Regions from separate parts of the Rattus norvegicus genome. Here regions 2 and 3 are each linked to region 1. A link is a contact called in public Hi-C data. All regions are on one chromosome and are shown on one strand. The core of a region is the stretch at or near the end of the contact, and the rest is flanking DNA. Distances in the headings are between cores, read along the strand shown.

Region 1 (3,110 bases), core at 159-2,658:
AAACATCTTAGAGCAGTGACAGGTGGCCTTGAACTTGGCACTCAAAAACAAGACCGTTGAAATGCTGTGCCAATCACCCTCTGGTTTTGGCTTCACGCTTACACAACTCAGATTCCAAAAATATTTGTTTTGCTTCCTAGTTAAAAATAAATAAATAAAATTCCCTTTTAGAACTCAGTGCATAGCTTGCCCTAGAAAAAAAAATACCATCATATGGTCTGCAATCTGTTGCTAGGGACTGAAGTCTCTCCACTTAGTATGGGACTCTGAAGCCTGTTTCTGAGTCTTTACTCCCAAAAATGAGGGTCATCAAATGAACCTCTCTCACCAGGACCAGGAGTTGCCGGACTTTAATCCCAGATACCTGGGAGGCTGAGGTAGAAGAACTGTGAATCCAAGATTTGCCCACACTACAGAGTGAGTTCAATGCCATGCTGGGCAAATCAGTGAGACACTGTCTCAAAATAAAAAAGCATCAATAAGGTTTAGTACTCACCTAGCATGTTTAAGGCTCTAATTTCAATCCCCAGTGTTTCAAATACATAAATGTAAATAAGTACAAGTATATGCAGTAGAAAAGCTTTTCTACATGGTTGAGATGCAGTCACACCGGCGGCAGAAACCTTGGCATAGCTTTTCAACCTCTCTGACTGAGACGAAGCACACGCTGGAAACCAGGCTGCTGCTCCTGTAGCCAGTGTGAAACAACTCAAGCCATCTTAAATTCTAGTCCTCTGAGCTTCTTTATTGTTAAAAACTTGGAAGCTAACGTCAAGTCAACCCACCCCACCCCCAACAATCCCCAGGGAGGATTTCCTACATGTCTGCGTTGACCTATTGGCAAATAGAAACCCAGTATAGGGGCAAAAGGAGAGGCTTGGCCACATGTATTTCGAAAGGTATGATCTCCAGCCATGCTATGAAAACATCAACATTGCCTCCCCCACCCCCGGAAGCTGGGGAGGAAATAAGTTCTTCAGCTCACTGCTATAAGCAAAACATTAGGGGTTCCTCACCTCTGTCTACGGCATGGCAAATTCCTCAAATATCCCCTCAGATTGTGTGAACCCCTACACTTCCAGAGAATTAGAGGAGGGCTGGAGCCAAACCAAAGCAGTGTTGTCCAGCTGAGCGCCACCCTGTAGGGACCATTAGTTTCCAAAACGAAGGCAGAGGATGCATTGAGGAGGAAGGCCTCCATCAACACTCTCCCTGCTTTCCTCAGTGGGAAAAGTTAGTTCAAGCTGGACTCTAAAAAAGATTAGAGGAGCCACGGTGGTTTGTCTGCCCGAATTCTCTTCTCGAGCTTTTTTTTTGGCTGTTAGCGATGGCTCAATGAGTCATACAGTTCACAAGCAATTTTCACAAAGGGAAACACCTCTCTACGTGAAATATGATTCTCCTCTGAAGACAGACTGTGTCAAAACAACGGTTGACTCATCACTTGCTGCGAGCCTTCAGTGTTTCCTACTGGAGCCTGCACGGAGGATTGGCTTTTAGCTGTGAGCCCTCTGAAAGGCAAGCCTGTTAAAAATCAACAAGCCAAATCTCCTTGGGCTTCCCTCTCAGTAAACCAATTACTACCTACCCTTTGCGCAGGATTGGGGCACAGGAAGCCTCACCTGATTGGGGTGTTTAGAGAGCAAAGTGCCTAGCTGAGTTTAGAGAGAAGTCAAGAAGAATAGTGGTGGTTGGGTGAGGGAGGTTCGAGGGGGACGGAGGGAGATAGAAGAGAAGGGGCCAGCAGAAGAGGAAAAGGAAAGGGGGGAAAAACAAAAATAGAAAAGGGGAATAAGCTGCTTAAGGAAACGGAACTGCCTTCCTCCATGAGAAGCCATGTTAATAAATAAGCCAATGAAGAAGTAAGTTGTGGAGGCAGAACAAACCTGAAGATGCCTGGGCTTACAAGCCCGCCTAGTCTGCTGTGGTAAATTCCAATCCAAGGAGAGACTGATGAAAACAAGGGAATAGCTGTCAGAGACATTACATCCAAGCGTGTTCTCTGGCTTGCACTCTCACAGACCACATGTGCATACACACACCATGTGCACACCTGCGTACACACAAACCACTGCCATCGCAGAAGAACGAGCCCAGAAAAGAAATTAGAACTGAGGGGCAAAAAAAAAAAAAAAAGAAAGAAAAAGAAAAAGAAAAAGAAAAAGAAAAAGAAAAAAAGGAGAAAGAGGAGGAAGGGAAAAGATGGAAAGGCAGAGGGGAAAAAAGGGCTAGTTTGGCTACCACAAAAATGTGGTAAGGATAAGGTTAAGTCATGGGTGGAGTTTTGTTCTGTGGTTCTGATCCTCAGAAATCATTTTAAGCAATACATTGCTAACTGGTCTTATCTAATATGTAAATGTCAACACCCATCAGTTTGCCTCTTGTCAAACACGCAGAGCAGCAAAAGCATTTGTATTTCTCCTACAGGGTTAAAAAATTCAGGGCTTCCCACTAATCAGCAGTCTTTCCTGGGCAGCCCGGACCATTCACTTTGTCCCAGGACTTATTTGTAACTGAAGCCGAGAGCCTTTTTCTCCAAAGAAAGAAGGATCCTATGCTGAGTGTCAGTCAGATGTGGTCAGGGCTGGTTTGGGTTAGATGATTCAGCTGTTTTGTGTGTATGCGTGTGTTTCTCAAGATGCTTTCTGATACTCCTGACAAAAAAATATCTTGTGTGATCTTGTAACAAATTAAACAAAAAGACAAGCCACGGAGGGCTGACTATTTGAAAAGCCGAAACCACAAAAACCTCAGATTCCTGCTGACCTTCCAGGAGGAAGACCTGGCTGGAACTTCAGTTAAATTGTAACTTTCACGAATTCCAGCTCAGTCCGTTCATTCCTTTTGGGAGCTTAATGAGAACTAGCTGGAGGGAGACCTGGCGGCATTTCTAATTACCCTAAGGTTCATTGTACTAAATATCTTTAAAGGATTTAAGGCAAATGTCCCATCTCGGTGGCCTGTATCCAGAGGCCTCGACTGTGTTCCTCGGGATTCTTTTGACTGCCTCAGTTATCAATTAATTAAAGGATGGAAGGATGACCGTATTTGTTTGTTTTAATGCTAGCAGCTAAGTAATCCCTTCCTATGTATTTGCTGTGACAATTAAC
Region 2 (3,110 bases), core at 255-2,754, 1.5 Mb before region 1:
GGATAATAGCATCAGATTTCTGCAAGTTATCAGAACAACTATCCCAGACCTTCCTCCTGCCTTCCCTGTCCCTCACTGGAGAATACAGATTAGCAAGGACTAGTATGTTAGGTGGGTAGATTTTGAGAGGATCCCAGTCTTACTGGAAGGATAAAGATCGAAACCTGTCCCAGAGACAGAATTACTTGGTACTAGCATTCGATGATTCTTGCTTTGAAACTACTGGTGTGTCTTGGGAAGGGCTCTCTAAGTGTTTCTCCATAGTATCTATTCTGGAAAAATTGTAAAGTATGTGTTTGGAGAATGGCTTAAAAATAAACAAGAGGGACTGGAGAGATAGGGAAAGACGTTCAGTGGGTAAGAACGTTTTTCTATAAAAGCATGAGTACATGAATTCAAGTCCCCGGGAGTCATAAATGCATACTAATGCACACTCATGTGCACACACCGCACCCCTACATAAAAGGAAATTTAAAAACAGTGTTGGCTAGTTTTATGACAACTCGACACAAGCTTAAGTCATTTGAGAAGAGGAAACACGTAATGAAAAAAATGTCTCCATAAGATCAGGTTGCACGAAAGCCTGTGGAGCACTGCATCCTTTTTTTTTTTTTTTTTTTTTTTTTGGTTCTCTTTTTTGGAGCTGGGGACCGAACCCAGGGACTTGCGCTTCCTAGGTAAGCGCTCTACCACTGAGCTAAATCCCCAGCCCCTGGAGCACTGCATCTTAATTAGTGATCACTGGGGAAGGGCCCAGCCCATTGTGGGAAAACCCAACCCAGAGTCTGGTGGTTCTGGGTGCTATAAGAACTCAGGCTTAGCAAGCCATGTGAAGCAAGCCAGTAAGCATCATTCCTCCAAGACTTCTGCTTCAGCTTCTGACCTGTTTTAGTTCCTATCCTGGCTTCCTTCAGGGATGAACAGAAGATGTGGAGGAGTAAGCTGAAGAAACCCTGTTCTCCCTAAGTGGCTTTGGTCGTGGTGTTTGGTCACAACAATGATAACTCTAACCAAAGGGAATAAAATTGATCCAAACAAAGCCTTAGTAATGGATGAGTCAAAGAGTCACATCTACCTTACCCTCTGTACTCTTTTCTAGAACTTTCATCAGACAATGACATCATTTGCAAGAAATAAGGAAAAAGTGTTCTAAAAATTAAATTCAGCTACATATATTTATATAACGTCCCACCTTCCTCCTGTCTACCCTGCCATTCCCCCTCATCAAATTCCTGGCCTTTTTTCTTTAACTAATTTTGTTTTACAACACGCACGCACGCACGCACACACGCACGCACGCACGCACGACTTGCTGCTTGAATTTAGTGTTGTTTGCATTTTCATTATTTTAGGACTGAAGATCCGTCACTATTGTTGACGCTCTATGCATTTTAGACACAGAAGTAGGGAGGTTTTCAGCTGGAAAAGACAAAAGCAATCTGCTTTAGTGAACCCAAGCAGTGAGAATTTCGTAGTCTCGAGGTTCTATTTCCTGTTTCCTGCAGATGGCGCTAAATCCTTAGACATGTTCACATTGCTTGGCATTTCCGGGAAAGGGACTGCTTGTTTGCTGCTGAATTCTCCTAATTGTTTTGACAGTAAGTGGTGCTATAGTGTGCAAGATTTAATCCTAAAGACAGTTTATTTAAATTATTAAAAACAAACAAACAAACAAAGCCCCAAACACTACGTTTTGGCAACTGGCATCTGTGGTTGTGTCCAAGTCCTGTAAGAGGCTTTTAATAGAAATGACTAAGGACGTCGCGATCCTGTGCTTTTATCAAAGGTCGTGTCTGTCTTCTTCCTCTTTTTTTTTTTTCATAAAAATCCTAAAGCTGTTAAAGTGCCCATTATCCATTGTTCCTACTCATTTCCGGTTCCTCTGTTGCTTTGTATGGCTGAATGGCCATCTATGACAACGGTAAGGCGTTCATAGTCTTCCCCTTAGTCAGTTAAGGAACACTGCCTAGCTGTGTCCTGAGAGGCACTTTATTACTTCCCCATATGGTTCCAAGGGGAAGTTAGAGTACAATGTGACTCAGCGACAGGAAACTCAAAAAAAAAAAAAAAAAAAAAAAAGTGCCACCAACGAGAAAACAACAAAACGCTTCTAAAAGCTGCATTTGAGCCAAGAGTGTGTCTTCCTGACACTGTCGTTGTTTATTGATTCCAGAACCGAGTAGAAAGGTTTTTATGCCCTCAGGAAGAAATTATAAAATAATGCTTAAGGGTTTCTAAATATCATCGTTGATGTAAAAATCTCCCCCCCCCCTTTTTGTGTTAAAGCAGGCAGATTTACTCATGTCTGAGATGACATTTTAAGTTCTCCAACATGGTGCAGATATGTCTAATTTCTCAAAAATAAGGAAGGGGAACCTTCAGAAATGTTTTTAACATATTTTTACGTGTCCCCCCCAGGCCCTGGTTTCGTGACCAGTTTTTATTTCTTCAACGAAATAATAATTCCAGGCAAAATGAAATCAAACAAATGTCTGAAACAAATGGCTTCTACAAAAAGAGGTAACGGGGGGACTAAGAATGGAGAATGTCCCCACTTGGGAAATAACCAATGTGTGTGCTTGTGTTGTGCTTCTGCATTCTTATCCTGAGCTTAAGACAACTATAAATATTTTGAAGTTCATGCAGGATGCATGATTGACTTCAGAGTAAATTCCAAGCTCCATATTTTAAAGTTATGTATTAAAACATCTAGCATTCTCAAGTACCTTTTAAAGCTATGGCATCCTCAATCGCCCATATTTTTCAAATGGATTGATACATAAATTTGAAATGTGACTTCATTTTATTGATATATGAGTTTTAATTTTATATTTCAACTAATACACAAAATATTACAGTACTCAATTTTGTGGACTAGTTAACTAACATTAGTATCATTTATTATTGGTTTGTACCATTTGGAAAAATGAAAGAAAAGAAATATTGTTGGTAAAGAGGCAGTTTATGAAATATGTGCTTACTAAGTCAGCAGTTAGGATTATTATTTTAAAAATAATAACATTAAACATTATCAAAGTTATATGTATTATTACACCAATAATTCCCTGCTTTGATTTATAGGGAACTCTTAAATGGCACCTTCTTCATTA
Region 3 (3,110 bases), core at 429-2,928, 1.4 Mb before region 1:
CTTTCTATTCTCTATCTCTGGTTGCTATCTTCTGTCAATAGACACATATGTATGTATGTATGTGTGTATGTGCATATGTAATGCATGCATATATGTATGTATGCATGCGTGTATGCATGTATGTATGCATGCATTTTGTATACAGGTATGTGTGCATGTATGCATGTATGCATGTATGCATGTATGTGTGTATGCATGTATGGATGTGTGTATGTATGAATGTATGTATGTCTGTATCCAGAAATCATTGATCTATCAATAACACATGTACTGTATATCAATCTGTGATCTTTTTAATGCCCACTCACAAGCTTATCTAACATCTATCAAGATGTCTAGTCTCTCTTTCAATTGTTTATCTACCATCTATGTTTTCCTTCCTGTCTGCTCACTGATTATCATTTATCTGTCTGTCTGTCTGTCTTTTTTTCGTTCTATCTCTATCTTCCTATCTATCATGTTAATATGTATCATTAACCATATTAAATTACATTTATTTTAACTAATGTATATCTCAAGAACCATCTATATGAATGTTATATGTTGTTCAGTGAATATATGCCTTGTGTACAATTTGATCAAATTAAACATATCTACTTCAATAGTCATCATTTATTCATCACAACAATCAGATTAAAAACTTTATACTTCTCTAGTAATTCAGTTGCAAGTTTGATAGTATTGATAAAATATCACTGTGATTCATAATGTTCTTGAATACATCATTCTGGAGAATCTATCTATTTCCTCATCTCTAGAAACCTCCCAACCTTCTCTGTGTCATAGTTTAACAAAACTGACAAAAGGACATGATAAATTTCTCTAACATTTAACTTAAATTCAAAACAAGTATTTGTAGTAGGCTCACAAGAAACACCTTCTTAATGCTTCTCCATTCCTTTGGCAGATTTTGAGTCCTGAATTCTGTAAATGACTCACTATGTGGGAAGCCCATAGTCATCAGGGTGTGGCCTGCAAGACTTTCTACCTCATGGTGGGAAGACATGGAGTTCCTAATCTTTTAATTATTAGCTGTAAATGAATGGGTGCAGAAAAGAGAAGACATTACGATGCCATTGTCTGTAGGCCCTGCCCTGCAGCTGTAGTCAGCTTCAGGGGTGTGGCAGAGACTGTTTTCATTGTTTCTGTGTTTACTTCCTACAATAGTCTTCTTCATAAATTTCCTTATTACCATCTGTGTGGAAACAATCATTTGTTGCCCTATAGAAATGGGTGGTGTTTCACTGTTTATAGTGTTAATATTGTAGAAAGCCAATACACAGATTTTGTATCTTGTCTGTTTTGTCAGTTATGAAGTCACCTTGACTGAAGGATGGCATGCACACTTTGCAAATTTCAGTAATAAAATCCAGTGAGTGTGTTTGAAGTCCTCTATCTATAAGAAATAAAGTCGAAGGCACAGCGTGTCTCCTTTTGGTGGCTTCAACCTTCTTTTCCACCTTTCTTCCTCCTCCTAAGTGCTGAGGAAACTTTCTGCTCTGGGTTTGTGTTCACTGTCTCATATAATTCCTAAAGAAATTGATAGAAGTTGATGAGAATAGTCGTTTTTCATTTCCTGCCCTCAGGAAGCAGGGAGTCTTTGTAGGATCCCAAAGACAGACTTTAAAATTGCACATATGGGTGTGTGAACTCAGGTGACTGCATCAGTCTTTCAGTCCACTTGACTCTCTTGGCTACTAATCTACATAACTATGGAATTGGAAGTCTAGACCTAGGAAGCTGGAGTAATGGAGCTAAAAGAATCACCAGTGGGGCTGGAGAGACGGCTGAGTGGTTACGAGCACTGACTGCTCTTCCAGAGGTCCTGAGTTCAAATCCCATCAACCACATGGTGGCCTACAACCATCTGTAATGAGATCTGATGCCCTCTTCTGGTGTGTCTGAAGATAGCTGCAGTGTGCTTATATATAATAAATAAATTAAAAAAAAAAAGAATCACCACCAACGTAGAAGGAATATGAGGATTAGGGAAAGTGCATGCATAAGAGAAATTAGAGAGTTCACTTACCTAGCTACTCTAGGGTCACCCAAAGATCATTCTTATGGCAAGATTTCTGGATTTCTCACAATGTACCCCCACCCCTCATAAAAAGTGAAGAGATGGCTAGGAGAACCCATCTCTACCCCTTTCTGTATGTCTCAGCAACACATACGTGGGAACATTCTAGCAGCATCCTTGGTGGTGAAGATGAGTGTGCTGAGAGATATTCATGTTGAAGGGAAACATACATAAACAGTCATGACTCCCCAGTTTTATCGATTATAAAACTTCAGTGAATTGAGAAGGCTCTTGTCGAACACCCCTAACTATTACTTTATATTCGTGATCATAGAATAAAGTAGATATTCATTATCACACAAGAAATTCTCAACGATGTTCATGTCAGTTGTGGTCTAGGATGATATTAAAAGAACAGAAAAGGATGAAAGATAAAAATGAAAGCCTGAGTGAAATTCAGCTTTTTGGTTACACAGTGTATTTGGGCCACAGGAAGCCCCATGGAATAGTAATCAGACCGCATCTCACCCATGAAATAGATGTTTTGTGAGGAAGTTAATCTCTTTCAATCTGCAGAGTCAAAATCGAGATCACGCCTATACTTCAGATGACACATGCCAAAATCATGCAAAGATTAACCAAAGGGCACTCCTCGGCCTTGCACAAAATCACAAACATCCAACAAATGTCTCTCCAGAGGTCACTTGCTGCACTGTACTTACCCCTCCAGCATTAAGCTTGCTGTGGAGGAAGGCGTGTTGCTGACCTCCATTATTTCTGTGTTGGGAGAGCGATGAGAGTGTTAGAGGAGTTGATAATGCATGTGTCACGATGTCCCTTCTACAAGTTGTATTTCTCCTACGGCCACCTAATATTTCATTCCTAGAATACTCAGTGACAGCAAGAATCTGAATGTGTTTTTGCTTCCTGCCTTCCTGCTGCAGCGGTTTGGCAAAGAAAACATTCATTTACAATTTATGGAGAAGCTGCACAGGTGCCACTGAAAATCAGCTAGTAGGTGATAGAATCTGACATCTCCCATCATGCACCAGGGCTTCCTGATTCACACAATATCACAATCAGGTTAAAT

Evidence for each region. Hi-C and Micro-C count contacts between places; a contact is called where the count stands out from the background.
Region 2: a contact with region 1 is called in a Hi-C map of the A7r5 cell line, with 11 times the contacts expected there. The contact joins two enhancer-like sites. A contact is called at or near these places in 4 of 12 Hi-C or Micro-C datasets (the A7r5 cell line, the Rat2 cell line, Schwann cells and 1 more).
Region 3: a Hi-C map of the Rat2 cell line shows a contact between it and region 1, with 13 times the contacts expected there. The contact joins two enhancer-like sites. A contact is called at or near these places in 4 of 12 Hi-C or Micro-C datasets (the A7r5 cell line, the Rat2 cell line, Schwann cells and 1 more).

What each region holds. Positions count from the first base shown.
Region 1 is chr17:69,114,644-69,117,753 of GRCr8, reverse strand. No RefSeq gene overlaps it. Among named protein-coding and RNA genes, the nearest start is that of Klf6, 340 kb to the left of the region's middle. Within about 2 kb of position 1,408, at least 19 of the 93 cell types and tissues checked have an H3K27ac peak or open chromatin away from gene starts, as enhancers often do. A contact at or near this core is called in the A7r5 cell line and Schwann cells, where this site is marked.
Region 2 is chr17:70,604,200-70,607,309 of GRCr8, reverse strand. No RefSeq gene overlaps it. Among named protein-coding and RNA genes, the nearest start is that of Akr1e2, 40 kb to the left of the region's middle. Within about 2 kb of position 1,504, at least 23 of the 93 cell types and tissues checked have an H3K27ac peak or open chromatin away from gene starts, as enhancers often do. A contact at or near this core is called in the A7r5 cell line and Schwann cells, where this site is marked.
Region 3 is chr17:70,472,154-70,475,263 of GRCr8, reverse strand. All of the region lies in intron 2 of LOC120097919 (a long non-coding RNA gene), which reads left to right. Among named protein-coding and RNA genes, the nearest start is that of Akr1e2, 170 kb to the left of the region's middle. Within about 2 kb of position 1,678, at least 4 of the 93 cell types and tissues checked have an H3K27ac peak or open chromatin away from gene starts, as enhancers often do.